Linked DNA regions of Pelodiscus sinensis: region 1 is linked to region 2. Evidence: chromatin contacts called from public Hi-C data. All regions are on one chromosome and are shown on one strand. Each heading gives the region's core, a stretch centred on a gene start, on an enhancer-like site or on the middle of the called end of the contact. The rest is flanking DNA. Distances are from core to core; before and after follow the strand shown. Region 1 holds the start of HSP90AA1 (heat shock protein 90 alpha family class A member 1). Region 2 holds the start of ZNF839 (zinc finger protein 839).

Region 1 (2,700 bases), core at 19-2,518, 140 kb before region 2:
ACAGTAAGTTAACATTACAGAATCTAACTTTCAAAAATTAAGTTTCACTTTATACAACATTTGGATCTAGAATGTGACTTGCAAGACATACCTGGATAATCTGGTTAGTGTCAAATAGTCAATTTTTTTGTTTTGGCTGAATACTCAGTCCTACTGGGAGCTTTCTCCTAAAGACCACAGAACATTATAGCTCATACACTTTCAGCTTGTAACAACACAGGTTCTTTTAACAGAGAAGAGTGCCATCTCTTGCTAGGTATCTATACATCAGAGGTAACAATCTATTGGTCATGCAGGAAAAACTGGTTTTGCCAGTCAGGGGAGCCCAGTGCCATGACTGTTTAAACTTGCACTGCAGCATTTAAATCAAATCCAACTGAAGGGAGACCTCACTAGCTACTTTTCCATTGCAGTAACTAGTAAAATGCACTGCACTACAGATAGCCACCGAGAATTGGGTCAGTCCAGATCCCCAAGGGTACTTTCTACAGCAGTTCAGGCAGGCTAGACACCACAGGCATGGGAGAGTGGGCACTGACAAACATGGGAGCACAGCGCCCCCTACAGATCCAGACCTGGAACAGATTCTAGAAACTGCGAGAGCCTTCCTCTCCTCCCCCTCGTTCCACCTCCACCTCCCCCCCCAGCCGCAAGCGCAAGTCCCGCGCCCAGCGGACCCTCCCCTCCCCAAGCCGGTGCCCCCCCCGTGCCGCGCGACAAGCCCTCTTCCCAATAGACCCCTCCTCCTGCTGCCGGTCTCCATCATCCCCCCCCTGCATGTGAGCCAGGCGGGTACCCAAGGGGGCGGGCCCCCTACATACTGCGTCTCCCCGCTCCCACCTACTCTTCCTCCTCAGCAGCCACCTAAGGGCCACGAACGCCCCTTAACGCCCAGCACCGCTGTGCGCCAGGCACTGTGGGCTGCGCCCCTCACATCGCCCCCCCGCACTGCCCACCCCCGCAAGCAGGGCAGCCTGCTCCACCACACGGCGCGGAAAGGCTCCGCCATCAATCTAAGCCACGGTTCCAGGCTCAGCTAGAGAACGAGCCCGTTGAGGAAAAAACCATCCTGGGGTCGATCTTCCAGCCACCGCTCCTCGCGCCTCACCTTGGCGGTGAGTGTTCTTGGGGCTCCTGCTCCTCTAAGTTAAGCGTCCTCCTCTTTCCGCAGTAACGGAACTGGCGGCTCGCCGCCCCCCGCCCGGCTTATATACTCCCGGCGCCGCCTCCTTCCAGAACCATCGGGAACCTTCACTGACAGGCACGGGGGTGGGTAACTCCAACCTTCATCACTGGGGGAGGGGCTGACGGAGGGGGGCGGTTGCTGCGATCAAAATGCGCGTGCGCTGGGCGAACCGTTCTCGGATTGCGCATGCGTTTTTCGTCTGGCGCCTCGCTGAGGCGACTGCGCATGCGTCATGCGGAGCCCGGCTCGCACGCGCGCTCCATTTCCAATTGTCGCCTCTGAAGACGGGGATGGGAAATGCGCTTGCGCGAGGTCAACTGTCACCGGTTGGCTTCGGAAAGGGCGGGGAGAGCTAGTGCGCACGCTGCAAGGTGACTTCATTCATTGCAAGCCGGAGCCGATCTCCTCCCCTCCGAACATCCTAGAAGGAGGCGGAATCCATCAGCCTCTGTAAGTCCCGCCTCTCGGGCTCTGCCTCCCGCCCTCACCCTGCTTCCCGCAGAAGGTCCTAGAAGCAGCCAGAAGCGACGCGCTTCTCTCTGCCTCCCGCACCTCGTGTGAGAGCTGGGGGGCGCTACCCCGCCTCCAGCTGCGTTTCCCTTCAGGGTCTCTGCGTTTCGGTGCGTGGCCCCGGGGAGCCCCGTCGCGTGCTCCCTTCCATGCTTCACTGCGCGACCCCCCCCCCCCCCCTTCCTATCATGCTGCATGGCTCTAGGGCGCCTCTCCCCCCGTTCCGCGTTTCATGCGTGGTCCGGGGTGCCTCTCCCCCCATGCCACCTTACATGCACGGCCTTGGGGCGCCATCGTGCCCCGCTGCAGTGTACAGATCTGGGGCGCATCTTCCCCATGCCACGCCTCAGTGCATTAGCCTGAGACATCCCCTCAGGCTCTTGCGTGACTCTAGGGTGCCTCCCCACACTATACTGCATGGTACTGCGGCCTGGGTTCGTCACTGCAGCCCTGAGGTGATCCGCATACACGACTGGGTGGCTTTGGGTCACCCACAACATGCCATGCTGCACTGAAAGTTCCTGGGGCAGCCCCCTCACATGTCACTTTGTACTGAAAGATGTGGGGGGCACTCCCTAATCTCACCACATACTAGCTCTTGCCTGTCTACTGCATTGGGCTTCACTGGTGCTTCTCTGCCTAGCTGCTACCTCCCCCCCCCTCTTGTTGCGCTTCCTTCACTAAATTTAGGACTTGACTGCCATGCAGAGAGAACAGACCTTGCATTTAAAGTAAAGGGTTTAATAGTCTAGTTCAGCAAATTTTGAGCCCAAACGAAACAAAATCAGAAACTGAAATTTTTAAAAATTGAAATCCTCCCCAAAAGAAAACATTTTGAGATGACCAAAATGTTCCACTTAGAATTAAAACATTTAGCTCTTATTTTGACCTTTCAAAATGTTTTAGATATAAATCAGTGAATTTCATGTGAACATATTATAGCCCCTTCATTCTGATATTTTTTCCAAAATGAAATTTCACTTAAAATGGATACCTTTTGTCAC
Region 2 (2,700 bases), core at 58-2,557:
AATATAGTTAGAAAACAAAAATATCCCATTTGTTCTTCTTATAAGGGTAAACGAAGCACGCCTTGCATCAAGTGGCCGGTTAGCTCAGTTGGTTAGAGCGTGGTGCTAATAACGCCAAGGTCGCGGGTTCGATCCCCGTACGGGCCACAAGGGAACTTTTTATTTTCAAATTTCTTCCAGTACTTTAAATTTCCATTAATATGTTTTGATGGATTAAACACAGAGTAATGCACTCATATTTAAATGCAAACGTCACTATAAAATAATGACTACGGTTATTTTACTTTAAATTGACTCTCCGTCAAGCTTTTTAAAGAGCTATAACCTGATAATGCAGCACCACAGTTTTTAGGGGGCACTTTTGCTTGAGGACTTTAAACATTGTCGCATTTCTTCAGGTATATCCATTATGCAAGCGTTCAGCAGTATTTTTTATGTATTTTCTAGTCCATATGTTTAATCGGATCTTTTTCTGTTCAGTCCCCGAATCATATATATGAAGCACACTCATATTTGGCTTTTAATGTGTTTTGTTACTCGGTGCAATACAAAATAATAGTTTTGATATATTCAGCAAAATAGGAACACACAGCACACTTTAGATGTAAAATAGTCCCTCCTCAAATTTCAAATAGTACCTTTTGATTTTTGCTTTAATTAACTAGAAAGTAACGTTTAAAAGAAAAAAAAGCCAGTTTCCCTTGAAAAAATATGTTACTCTGAAAATTAGTGGTTTAAAATATTGTAATGCATGAGAAAAGAAAATATTTCTAATTAAATTATTAAAAGTCAGGGCAGAGTGCTTTCATTGTAAAATTATGCATGGATGTAATCCCACCGAATGAAAGTAAGCTAAATACACACATCTTTGCAGGATCAGAGCCAAAATGTTAAGACAGTGACTTTGTGGGTAAAATTGACCTGTCATTGTCCATGAAGACCCTTTAATTAGGCGATTATATCTTGTGTGTTTCAAAAACAGACTAACGCTTGGTTTGGCTACAATTTACTTTACTAAAAAAAGGTTTATTTTTACTCTTTAAAAATATTGTTATCAATTTCAGATTATTTTTCTCTATCCCATGGTGTACCAAATCTGTTTAGATAGAGGTATTGGCACCCTCTGAATTGCATTGTATGCCGTGTGGTGCACTGAACACTATTGCACGGGACTACTGTTGAATGAGTATATTGTGTGTATCGACTTCAACTGTATTTGCACTACACGCCATCTCACAGGAAAACGCTTTCGAAAGCGTCTTGACACTGCGGGGCCCCTGTAGTCCTTAAGACTCCGCCCCTTCCGTGATGCTGAGTGAAGGCCGCACCCGCCGTCCCTATTGGCTGGCTCCCTCATTGCCGGTTCCTCTAGGTTCCCTCCGGAGTTTTAAGGTCTGCGGGGCGAATGTGCCTCCCGCCCCCCGACACCTGCCAAGATGGCGGCTCCCGAGGATGGGGGAGGAGAGATCGCGGCGCCGCCACCCCCTGCTGAGGAAGAGCCCCCCGGACCGGCCGCTGCCCGCGGGGCTCTCCTCAGCGCGGCGGCTGGGGAGGGCGTTGGGCTGCTGGGGCCTGACCATCCCCCGGGGGCGGCCGTGGCCAGGGGTGACTTGCTGTGTCCGGTGGAGGGTGGGGGCCTGCTGGGCGCCCTGGAGCCTAGATTCCCCGCTGAGGAGGGATCGCAAGCGCTGGCGGTGATCGAGGAGTTGTCGCAGAGCCTGGCGGCCAGTCCCTCTGCCATCTGCACCACCCTCTTCCTGCAGCCAGCGGGGAGCCTGGTGCAGGGGGCTGAGCTGAGCGCCGAGGAGCAGCTGGTGGCAGCGACCGACAACCAGGCCGTTGAGCTGATGGGGAATTTGCCTGCGGAGAAGAGTCAGGCCGAGCTTCCCGGCCAGCAGGCCCCAGCGACGCTCCTGGCGCCAGAGGAGCTCCAGAGGGTCATCGAACAAGTGAGCAGGACCCAGAAGCAGCCACCACCCCCTCTTCCCTCCTCTGGAGCTGGCACTGGGTCCTCAGTGATGTTGTCTTCTCCCAGAGGTGGGGGATACCCCCTACCCCAGGAGACTAGCTTCAGGCCCCCAGCATCAGGGATGAGTGGAACCCCACAGGGCTCTAGCCTGACTGCTGCCACGGAGTCTCAGCTGGTAACGAGTATCATGCACAATGCAGCACAGCAGTTGCAGAATGTGGCCCAGCAGGTTGCCCTTCAGGAGGGCAAAGCTATCGGTACCACCAGGTGCCTTGTACACAAGGTAAACAAAGGGGTAGAGGAGATGTCTATAGAGAACCAAAGGTTCAAGTGAATGGGAAAGTGGTCTCTGGTATAAAATTGGGACTGGGTACTAGAATGTGTAGGACAGTGAATAATCATGGGCATCTCTCTCAATGATTGAACTGTACTGAGAGCTACTGCACTAGCTCCGCTGCTGACTTTAACTCCCTGATCACTTTCATTTACCTTGGAATTTAGATTTCTCCAGGCATTAGTCTTATAGTTGGAAGACTGGTGTTGGGAGCAGCTCATTTTCAAACAAGGTAGAATGTGCATGATTGAATGAAGGTAATAGGTGTGGGTTGCCCTATGTTCTAGTCTGGCAGAATAAGCAGTTGTCCAACATGACTTGGAAGAACTACTTTACAGTGATTAGGCCAATGTAATTTGTCAGTCCAGCGTTTCTGACAGTTGAGTGTTTGGGGGCA

What was found. Hi-C and Micro-C count contacts between places; a contact is called where the count stands out from the background.
Region 1: a contact with region 2 is called in a Hi-C map of liver, with 4 times the contacts expected there. The contact joins the promoter of HSP90AA1 here to the promoter of ZNF839 in region 2. A contact is called at or near these places in 3 of 5 Hi-C or Micro-C datasets (blood, liver and an unstated tissue).

What each region holds. Positions count from the first base shown.
Region 1 is chr4:22,312,784-22,315,483 of ASM4963464v1, reverse strand. It overlaps HSP90AA1 (heat shock protein 90 alpha family class A member 1), which reads right to left and starts at 1,268. Exons shown (of 11, transcript XM_006119990.3): 1 at 1,109-1,268.
Region 2 is chr4:22,176,562-22,179,261 of ASM4963464v1, reverse strand. It overlaps ZNF839 (zinc finger protein 839), which reads left to right and starts at 1,307. Exons shown (of 8, transcript XM_014571980.3): 1 at 1,307-1,949. The coding sequence starts at 1,437. TRNAI-AAU (transfer RNA isoleucine (anticodon AAU)) reads left to right here and starts at 74; the gene lies at 74-147.